2 separate regions of the Gossypium hirsutum genome follow, and region 1 is linked to region 2. The links are chromatin contacts, called in public Hi-C maps. All regions are on one chromosome and are shown on one strand. The core of a region is the stretch at or near the end of the contact, and the rest is flanking DNA. Distances in the headings are between cores, read along the strand shown.

What was found. A called contact is a pair of places that touch in the nucleus more often than the background predicts.
Region 1: a Hi-C map of leaf shows a contact between it and region 2, with 4 times the contacts expected there. The contact joins the enhancer-like site here to the promoter of LOC107891816 in region 2. A contact is called at or near these places in 5 of 34 Hi-C or Micro-C datasets (callus and leaf).

The regions. Positions count from the first base shown.
Region 1 is chrD09:33,375,304-33,381,376 of Gossypium_hirsutum_v2.1, forward strand. No RefSeq gene overlaps it. Among protein-coding and RNA genes, the nearest start is that of LOC121203599, 7.4 kb to the right of the region's middle. Within about 2 kb of position 3,163, at least 3 of the 9 cell types and tissues checked have an H3K27ac peak or open chromatin away from gene starts, as enhancers often do. A contact at or near this core is called in leaf, where this site is marked.
Region 2 is chrD09:33,297,149-33,303,129 of Gossypium_hirsutum_v2.1, forward strand. LOC107891816 reads right to left here and starts at 4,468. Exons shown (of 2, transcript XM_041100361.1): 1 at 4,328-4,468; 2 at 3,223-4,198. The coding sequence starts at 4,189. The coding sequence ends at 3,650.

The sequences.
Region 1 (6,073 bases), core at 1,913-4,412, 77 kb after region 2:
GATGGAGTAAGCTTCTGATTTATTCAAATCTTGAAATTATTATTAGTAGAAAGAATTTATAAAAAATCACCTCAACTTGAATATGATTAATCTCAATTGTAAAACAATGACGACTATTAATCTAATCCAAACTAAAATAGAAGTGGGGGGAGGCTGGGGCAAATGAGGTTAAAAGATCAGCATTATTATACCTAGATAAAGGCCCAAAAGAGAATGAAATTGCATTAACATGCAGTACTTAATTGAGAGCAGGTTAAACAAATATATGTTGTTCCATTTTCATCATGTTATTATAACTTAGATTCTTAATATGTTGTATATCTTCAATTATTGTCCAACACAATATTTATATTTCTTCAGCAGCACTTCAAGTTTATTAATACCAGTTTGCAATAGTTTTTTCAGACCTCTTTTGTATACACCAATCACTATATTTTACTCCTTGGACAGCATTTTTTCTTTCCTTCTTGTGATTCCTATTTTAATTTATTCCACCCAACCATAGAACAATAATCTTAGATATATTTGAAATATTTTAACTTGATAGAAACAAATTTCTAATATTATCGCATGTATGGATTTTTAATTTTTATTTTTATTGCATCCTAAATGAGATACTTGTAAATTAATATACCAAATCATGTTAATATGCTGTGTAAATAACATTTGAATTGTTAAAGATTGGCAAGTGAAGTTTAAACTTTTATTGAGAGATGACAGCAGACTACTTAGTTAAAGAAGTCTCGAAAAATTTGAACCAATTGATCATCCTTAATGAATCGACCTTCCATAATTGCTTCTGCTCTAATGCTTTCCCCATAGTAATCATGCATTAATAAAAATATGACTAATTAATCAATTGTTTTATGCCATTAGTGTCCCTCCATGAATTCAAAAAGGTCATAAAGTCGCCAATTCCAATTCCCAACTCAAGTAGCTGTCTCAATTCACTTTTACGCCTTCCTGTCAGTTAATATATGACCTTTTAGGCTTAGGTCATCTCTTCTACCACTTGCATTTTGTATTAGCAGTGGAAAAGATTAATTTAAAGTATTCATTTTAAGAGAGGCAAACTATGAAATTATAGCATTTATTCACGTTAGTCCTTAATGCATTTGTTATTATATTGACATTTTTTTATTGTTTTTAAAATAATTTGAATTTGAACTTTAACCTTTTAAAAAAATTAAATTATAGTTTTTATTTTATAAAAATATTGACTAAAATATTAAATTTTTAAACATGACAATTCGCACAATAATCTATGCCTACTTCATGCCTTTTTTCCAAAAATTAATCAACTTTTTATATATTTTTAAAATTTTTTAATTAAATTAAATTAAAGTACTCATTTTAAGTGGGGCACCATTTATTCAAGGTAGTCAAGGTACTTTTGCCCTAACAATTAACAAATTTGTTATTATATTCTTGTACTTCAAAATAATAGGCATAATGAAAACTTTTATTTTTAATATTTACATCTTTTTGTTAAATTGATTTTTATTTTTTAGTTAAATCAGTATTTAGCCTTTTAAAAAGTGTCAAATATGAACTTCAACCTTTTAAAACAAGTTAAATTTTAATTTTTTATTATAAAAATTATTACTAAAATGTTAAATTTGTAAACATGACAGTCCGCACAATAATCCATGTGTACTTCATACTAATTTTTTTTTATTTTATGAACTTTATATATATATTAAAAAATTTAATTTATTTATTGATGCGACATATAAGAAAAATAGTGTCATGTCAGCATAAAGTATACGTAAACTGTCATATGGGTTCCCATGCTAACATCATCAAAAAAATTAATGTTCTAGTCAACATTTTCATTAAAAATAATATATTTAATACATCATATTATATAAACTTTGACAAGTTATTATTTACTAGATTTTATCACACCCATGATGTGGGTGAAAGAAAATATTTTATATTAAAAAAATACTAATAAATGATTATAAGTGGGATGGCAAGGGATTTTTATACGGATTTGTTGATCTTGTGCTCAATTTTCAATTGATGTTTTTTAATTGTTTCATTTGAAGATTATATAAAATTATAAAAATACTTTTATAGTAATATTAATTACTCTTTAAAGTAATGATATTTTAATAATTTCACAACTGAATTAGTATCGAATTAACTCGTGACACCAACTCAATTAATCAATAGATATCACGTAGTGAATTATAGTGTTGTGTGGCAAGTCCATTTCTCATCAATGTAGGGTTTTCATATCAATCATGAATCAATGCACTGTGGCTAAATTTGGTTTGGCCTAATTACAATATATAGTATGATATAAATTGCACAAGTGTGGGTAGGACCAAATCAGCGTCATGTTGTGCTTAAATTCAACTTTGCCATCTTTGAATTTTATTAATGCCTTTTGACTTAAAGTCCATATTTAGTTGCCCATGTCTTCTTTTTGACAGACCCTCTTAATTGGCCTGTTTTTTTATTTCAAAGAATCTGATACACCAAGTTTATGTACTTGCCCACTGTCATTGGCTGAAAGAGATTTTTATTCCCAGAATGGTTAATTTACTTGATGGGTCCCTGTAAATGGCAATAAGATTGAAGCTACTGAGACGTTGTTGCGTTTTAAAAATATTGAATTTTGATTTTCTTTTCCTGCCACTTTAAAATATGATAAGTTAGCATTTTTTAACCTCTTTTCCTTACTTCAAATTAAGTGTATCTTATAATAAAGGGATTAATGATAACATTAAAAATCTATGATTCAATTAATTTTATCTGTGCCATAAAATCAAAGAAAGATATTTATTTAATCAGTAAAAAAAATGGGACGAAATCATTAATATTGTTGTTATAGTTTACAAATGGATGTTTATGTTATGATTTAAATGAAATTATTTGGTACACTGTGAATGGAGTTTTTAGACTTTACAAGTGGGATTAGGGGGATTGAAGGGTATAATAAAATATTTAAAAAAAGAGACACATGTTTATTTTTTAAGGTTGTTTATGGAATAAAAACCCATTATTTATTATTTTTATGAAATTTTTAATATTTTCACTTTTACTACTATTAAATTGATTAAACAGAATATTGAATGCTAACCTAACCAGTTCAACCAGGATGTTGGGTCCCATTTGATTACTTGGCCCATGTAAATCAGCCCAAGCTATCATCGACCCATGAATTGAACCCTTCAATTGAGCCCAATGAATCCAACTCCTTTAATTGAAGAAGTGAACTACATCAATAAACCACGGCTCTTGAACTGGATTCAAGATTCTCACCAAAATTAAACTATATCAGCATGAGGCTAAAATAAAATTTTGAATATAAAAAATAAAGTAAGGAAAACTTACGAATCTATCTCTAAAAAAAAGTAATGATATTAATTATCTAGAATAATTAATAATATTATAGTAATATTACTTTAGAAATTAAAATATAAAAATTAAATTTTAAATGCGAAGAAGAACATAACCACGTGCCAATAGTATCTGTTAAAGAATTATAATTAGATCATTCCATTGGAAAGGTGGTTTTAAATTGGGTTAATTCAAATTTTAGATTTTGCATCTGATATCTGGTTGAGGTCAGTCAATTTTGAATGCAAGTTATTTAGGGTTAGAGTTCTTTCAGATTTGTTCAATTTGCATTCAAATCATTTAGGTGTTCTAATCTAGTGTTTTAGTCGAGTTATTTTGATACTTGGTTCGGGTCATTTTTAATCATTTACTTGGATCATTCTGAACTTGAATTATTTCTAATTTGAGTTGAATCGATTTTGAATTCATATTAATTAAATCGATCTTTGAATTTCGATGAGATGTCTGATTGATATATATAAAAATGTATAAACATAACATATATCCAATCACGTGGATCTACTAATTATACAAATTATAGGATTATTATATCATTTAATACTCGAGTTTGACTTCAATATTCAATGTGATATCTAGATTTTTGTTGTTTAATTTAGTATTTAAATTTGAATTTGGTTACACAAAATAATATTTTGTGGTAAAGGGTGTTAACTTTTTCATGCTATTCAATGAATATTTGGCATTTGGTCAATGTAATATTTAACTCATGGCAACGATCATGTCATAACATTATAATCATTCAAAAATTATGAAAAATGGTAAACTACGTAGTTAGTCACTCAAAAAAATTTCTTGCAATTTCATCCCTACCATTAGAGAAATTTGTTACTTTAGTCATTCAATCATTAAATCCCAACAACGACTAATTAGATGCCACATCTTGTTCATGTTTTCGTTTTAGTCACAAAAAAATTCTTACAAATTTATCATTCCAGTTAGAGAAACTTCTTATTTTACTTGAACCGATCATTTTTAGTTCAAAATTTCCATTACAATTGAGATTAAAAATTTCCATTTCCATTACTAATTCAAGTTCAGTGGAGATTCATAATCCTATTTTATACACTCAAATCAGAAAACAAAGTGCAAACATTAAGTCACATTTCCACATATCCTAACCTAAATTTTACATAGATTGCAAATAAACAAATAAAATACCGAAACGAAGAACACCAAAACTAAACTCAAAATATTTTTTCCATCATCATTACCCAAATAAATAAGAAATAAAAATCTTAAACTCACGTCATCTATGATGGGAAATTTTTTAGGAAATGAAGAACACCCAAACAAAATTCAGAATTTTTTCGTCACTTTATAATTCAAACAAAGAAGTTGCAAATCAACAAATAAGAATCCTAAACCCTAGATAAAGATTAAAGAACACTCAAACTAAACTTAGAATTTTTTCCATCATATACTACATGATGTGAGTTTAGTTTGGATTTAGAGTTGATGGTTTTTGTTTGTTGGTTTGGGCAAAATCATGGCTTTAGTTTGGGTGTTGTTGGTTATTTTGTTCATTGAATTGCAAAGTATGTAAAATTTGGGTTAATATTTGTTAATGTTTTCTTTTTGTTAAGTGATTTGGGTATAGGGATGGAGATTGGAAATCTTCACTAATGTAATATGAATAGCAGTTAATAATAGAAATGGAAATTTTGAATCTCAATTATTAAACGGAAAATTAGAAATCAAAATGAAATTGAAAAGATCTTTTTAGTGACCAAAATGAAAGTATGAACATGAGGTGGCATTTGTTAGGATTTAATGTTTGTGGCAACTAAAATAACTAATTTATTTACAAGAATTTCTTTTAGGTGACCAAAGTGAAAGTACTTTAAAAATTGGGTGACCAACTAGGTAATTTACATAATAGTAAAAAAATTAAAATTACAAATTCAAAATAAAAAAAATCAATTTTTAATACTTTTCATATTGTTTTATAAAATAAAAATTACATATATAATTTTAAAAAATTAAATCAAATTCATGAAAATGTTCATTGGGTATTAAGAAACTGCTGAACAAAAATAACAACAGTACACTTTTACTGAAAGAACTGTTATTTCTTCATACCTTTACAGTAACGTAAACCCCACTATTTATAATACAATTATTAACAACCATAACTACCATCCTTAACTACTAACTATCATAACTACCTGAATACTCTAATATTCCACCAACTTCCTCAACTACTGCTAAGAACACCATCTAAGCAGAATGTTTTCGAACTACCTTAAGATAAGACCTGAACTTAGTAAACAGAGAGGCTGACAAAGGTTTAGTAAACACATCAGCAATTTGTTCATGTGCTGGAATGTGCCCTACAACAAGTTTTCCATCTGCTACCTTCTCTCGAACAAAGTAAAGGTCCAATTCTAAATGTTTAAATTTTGAATGCAGAACTGGTTTGCAGACACAGCAACTGCCCCTGAGCTATCACACCATACCGTGGGTTTCTTCAAGGGTGAAACATGCAGTTCAGACAAAAGCGACTCTAACCAAACCACTTCTGTAACCGTGTGAGCTAGCCCCCGATATTCTGCCTCTGCTGTGGACCTGGAGACAGTTGGCTGTTTCTTTGAGCCCCATGCAACCGGATTACCACCAAGAAAAACACAAAAGCCTGTAGTAGACCTCCGGTCATCGATATCAGATCCCCAATTCGTGTCTGAGTAGCCAACCACATCCAGTG
Region 2 (5,981 bases), core at 3,218-5,717:
TTTTAAATGAAAACAAATGGAAACATAATATGAGTCTCGTACGGAAAGATAATTAATTTTTAGTGGAAAAAGGTCAAAGATTCCTACCAGCAGAACATGGGAGAATTTAAAGAATTTATTGTATTAATTGACTTATGTAGAAATTCTAAAATTTTTATGGTAAAAACTTTATTGAGTCTAGTTTTAAAAGAAAAAAATCGGATCTTAATTTAGATTAGTGTAGCCAAGATATAAATAATTTAGTGACTATTGGTCTAGTGGACAACTTTGCTAAAAACATACATGCAATTAATAAAATCATAATTAATGTTACATATAAGCTTACTATACTCAAAATTAAAAATTCATACACACACATACATTAAGGATGCAGATTGAAGAAGAGGAGGAGGAAAAATAATAGAAGAGACATAAAATTTTATTGTAAAGGTGATAAGTGATATGAATTATAAACAGAAGTGATGAATTATTAATGTAAGTGATATGTTTCAAAGGTAATTGGACGTAGTAAAGTACTTAGGCCTAGTTTAGGAATGTTTCTCAAAAGTGCTTTTGGAGGAGAAGCTAAAATTTTCAAGTTCTAAAAAAAAGTACTTTTGGACCAATTTTTGACTTGAGAGAAGCAGTTTTTTTCCTCTCAAAAATAACTTGTTTAGGAATGTTTTTGTCTTAAAAACACTTTTGAGAAGCATTCCTAAACTGACCCTTAATGAATAAGTGCTCATTGTAAGTAATGACGGGTATAATTTTATAAAACAATTACAAAGTGTATAGGACAAGAAAATTACTATGTGAAGGTGAAAGATAATGTCATTTAAGTAATCTATGAAGTTAATGAAAGACTGTTTCATAAGGGGATTATGGGATAAATTAATACGAATTAATTTCGTGAAATTGGATTACCTAGCCATAAGTCATATATATCTACAAATGGTAAAGGAGTTTGCTATTTATACAAGATTTTGTGGCAACTTGAGTGCCAATTGTGACGCCCGTGCTAAGGACTTTGGAGGTAGAGCTAATTTGTGCATGGAGCACTTTTTGAATCTAGGAACAGGGGATCCTTGCCTCTATAGTGAGCTTCTATTCTCATAGGCTTCCGTCTAATTAGATTTGAGTCGGTTCTTAGATTTTGTTGGGTTGACGGTGTTACTCCCTAGCAAGTTTATTTCGGGTATACCATATATAAGCGACCAACTTTACCGGTATTCAAAACCAGCGACTCAGATCATTGGAAATTAATAGCGAAGGAGAAAGAAAAAGGGGGCTCACTGGCTTAGTTAGTGAGTGAAAAGCTTTGATGGTGTTGAAAATATTAGGGGAACAAACTTTACAATTTTCAAAGGCTGGTGGTGTTGATGGTGGCGGTGCCTGCCTTGCTTGCTTGCTTGCTTAAGGAGCAAACTCTTTTGGTTGGACGATGTATAGCAGCATTCATAATATATTTATGGTGGGGTGCCTTTGTTTTTGGTTAAGATCTTAGCATCTGATGGGTGAATATATATATAAAATCACAGATTTAACTGTGACTGAACTTATCAAAGGGGTGTGATGGGTCAACGCTTTAGCTTTTCATTGTTTCTTTTCTAGTTCATCATTCACATTACTTGATACAACACTTTGTAAGTAGGAGAATATTATCTCCCTTCCAAGTGTTAGATTGTTAAGAAAGAAAAGATTTACCCCCCAAAAGATAATGAACTTTAGATTTACCCAAAACTACTATACATAATTATTACTTGGAATACTATAAGAGATATGAATTTTAATGGACAGAAATGAAGTTACCAAAAGCTAACCTTGTTTCTAATCATTGTATAAAAGAACCCCATAGCTACCATTGAAAAAAAATTATAAAAAGGACTGATAAGATAAGCACATCTTGGAGAATATCTTGTTGGTTTTCCTTTTTAGGAGATGAGTGTAAGTCTCCCATGAATTGCTATCTAAAAAACTCTTATTCACAAAAAATATATTTTTCCAATTAGGTGTTGGTCCCTTCAATGCCACCCAATGTTGAGGCGACTTTGGTGGCTAGAAAGGGAAGATAAACCAGCCTTTCTTTTTATTTTTATTGAAATTGCCCCCACAATTTTAATTCTCACCATTAAGTTGCACATTGGAAATCATTAGTATCTTTAAGTCAACAAAGGTTGCATTAATCAATTTCCACCGTACAATATTATTCCTAGGATGATTTTATATGAAATCATGCAACATCAATTATCAATATGAGAGCCGAGTGGCGAGTGTCACTGCTTGAGGCTTCAAGTTTTTGTTTGGATCTTTGACTTTCGTAGAATTTAAAAGCATCACAGACGATATTATCAATGTGTTATTACTATTAGGTTAGAGTAGGTGATGGCAATATTTGGAGTGGACACTTTTATATAAGAGATGTTGGGTTTAGTTTCATTTTTCAGATATCAATTTTTCTAATCATCATCCTAATTTTGGTCTTTTTTATTATACTCAAATTTAACATTTATTCTTCATATTTTAACTTATCACAATTTAGTCCCATATTATTATAATGTTATTAATTTGTCCAAATCATTAATCCAAATAGTTAGCATTTAGACTGGCTAATAAAATTTTACATATCAAGTTATATCAAATTTTAAATAAAATAAAATAAAATAAAAAGATTATATTTTATATTTTATTATAATAGAGAGATCAAAATCAAAATAGAACTCTACAAAGAAACTATCGAAAATTAAAAAAAGAAAAGGAATAATGAAATGTAAAATGTAGTGATGATTTCGAATAGGAAATTTTCTTTCATGAATATGGTAGAACAGAACAGTTTGGTAAATATTTGCTCCACTTTACCCTGTCTCACCTTTAAAATTACTACTTCACCCTTGCATCCTTTTTACCCAACTACCTTGCTCAGTTAAAAGGGCTCGCCTGCATGGGGGATCACCCAAGTGTGCCCATCATGTTGAAGTCCACTGAAGAGCTACTCTCATCACCCTATCGTTGACTCTATCAAGCCACACCAAAATAGAGTACCCCATGACTCTACCATAATAAGACATGTGTCCGGAGGAGTCCACAACAAGCCCCTTTTCTATATAAATCTCATTACTTCTTAGGTCGGACTGAATCAATCCGTTGAATCCAAAATTGATTCGGCATGATAAATAATAATAATAAAACAGATTGATCTGAATTGATAAAAAAATCAATGCAATGTTTTATATTTTTTATAATTTTTCATTTAATTATTGCAATTTAACAATTCAACTAATTGAATCAAAAGCACATTAATTTCACTACTAATCAGAGTTTTGCAGCATTGACCAAAGCTTTGCCCAAATATCACAAGACTTCCTCAAATCTTCAAGGAATGACCTCTAACGGCTCTTCAGACTCACTTGTAAACCACTCCCAGTCTCCTTCGCTAAATCTTGTACTAAAAGGATGAATTGCACCATTGATCACTCAACTATGCACTAGTTTTCATTTCCGTCACGTTGAAAATTCTATCTAATTTTTCCCTCTTCCAGAAAAATCTCACAAAAATGCAGCTCCTAGTTGCAATTTACGACTTTTTTTTCTGTTCCCAAGTTCAATAGTACATGCCCACAACGTATTATGACCGAAAGCTAATAAAAGGAAAAAGGTTACATGATGATCATCATTACTGCTCTAGGAAACCTGTTCTTGTCAAAACTGCATTTCTCACTTTGCTGAGATCTCTGCCTTTAAGTGTCCTTCCCATCCCTTCACAAACCGAGAAAGAAGAAACTCGAGTCCTTGCAAGCTTCCTAGCAAGCCATTCATGTGGAGGGACCATATCTCCATCCTCATACACCATACCATCATCATCATCATCACCATCATCATCACCTGTATTAACCCATGACTCGTTTCTTGATGGTTCCATGTTTGCATGCTTCCCATATATCTTGGACCAATCGGGGATGTTCAACGGAGCCGATGATTGCCGAGTCACCTCGGTTTCATGCCTTGCTGCTGATGATGAGTTGCTTCCTCTTCGGATCGTTCTCGGTGCGCTTGGAAGCCGCCATGCAGATGAAGAACTCGAGGAGGGTTCCCTAGGTTTGCTCGAGGTGGGACTTGATGAATCTTCTTTTTCATAAGACCAAACTTCTTCTTCATCAAAATCTCCATCGTTGATTGAATTCCTACTGCGACCACTACCATGCCAATCTGCCATGACTTTGATCTAAGAAAAAAAAAAGAATACAAGGAGTACATCTAGTTCATATGCTTTTTGTCATCCCCATATATACATATATATATATATAGTGATGACATGAATGCTGCTGCATGATGATACTATAAATAAGCTCACCTCCAAACGGATTAATGTGTGAAGGCGGATTTGTATTTGGCAGTTGGCACCCACAGAAAAGAGGGTAGGGGTAAAGGTAGAAGTAGAGGAGGGGGCATTGAGCAAATCTAGGAAGGAAGCAAGTCTTTTCAGATCACAGCATATTTACCAGCTAATGCTATATAGTAGAAACCTACTTCTGTTATTCAGAGTCGACAGATTTCTTCATATGGGGCTTTATTGCTTTATAGTAGTTTTATTATAAGAATTGAGGCTGCATTGATGAGATTTATTTATATAGAGCTAACAACAACAAGTGTTGTTGGTGTAGTGGTATCGGAGGGATTTCAAAGGATTAACTTGGGTAAAAACTAACAGAAAAGACACTTTCATGAAGATTTTTTTTACATGAAATTAATTCCTTATTTAATTTTACAAATAGAATTATAATACTTAAAAAAATCAAATTAAATGGATGCTATGTCATATTATAATATTATAAATCATCACAAGTAATAAAATTATTATAATATAAGTGCAACATCTAATTTACTTTAAAAAATACAACATCAATCTTTTTACAAGTTTAATATCACATTATAAAATACAACGGACTATAGATTTTTAAAATCAATGATAGGAATGGTGGAATTAGAGGTGAGTGTTTCAATAGATCAAAATTTGTTCAACCTCATTCCTACATGGTGAATTAAGGGTCTTGAGATGCTTTTTGATACATATATATGATCACAAATTTATCTGGTTCATCATTCGCATTATTTTATCAAAACTTGGTAAGTGGGAGCATATTATCCCCCTTCCAAATTTTAGATTATTAAGAGAAAAATTTACCCCAGAACTTTAGATTTAACCCAAAACTACTATACATATTATTACTTGAATGCTATAGGAGAATTGAGTTTTGATGGATAGAAATAAAGTTACCAAAGCTAACCTTGTTGATAATTACAGTATAGAACAACCTCGTTGCTACCATTGGAAGAAAAAAAAAGATAAAAAGGACTGATAAGATAAGCACATCTTTGGGTATATCTTGTTGGTTTTCCTTCTTAGGAGATAAGTGCAAGTCTCCCATGAATATCTATCTAAAAATCTTAATCACCAATTTTATAATTTCCATTTAGGTGTTGGTCCCTTCAATGTCACCCAATGTTAAGGCAACCTTAGTGGCAAGCAAGGGAAGATAAACCAACCTCTTAATTTTTTTCATTCTTGAAATTACCCCACGATTTTAATTTTTAATTTCTTATCATTGGTATTTTTAATAAGTTCACAAAACAACATGAGTTGACTCGAACCCTATAGCATTTAAGGTATTTATGTAGGAGAATACTACCACTTGGACTATAAACTCTAAAACATGAGTTTGAGTCCAACTTTGCACAATATGCATGATTCGTTTTCTCAGACACTCGATGAGTTAGTAAACTTGTCGTCTTTTCATACACTAAAAACTCTCAACATCATTAAAAGACAAAACAATCCGAAATCTTCAACTGATTGCATAATCAATTTTGACCTTACAATATTCTTTCATCTTATCGAATTATTCTTAGGCTGGTTTTATATCATGCAACTTCAATTTGCAATGTGACAACAGATTGGCTAGTGTCATTGCTCGGGCCATCTTTGTTTGGTACAAGGTAGAAAGTAA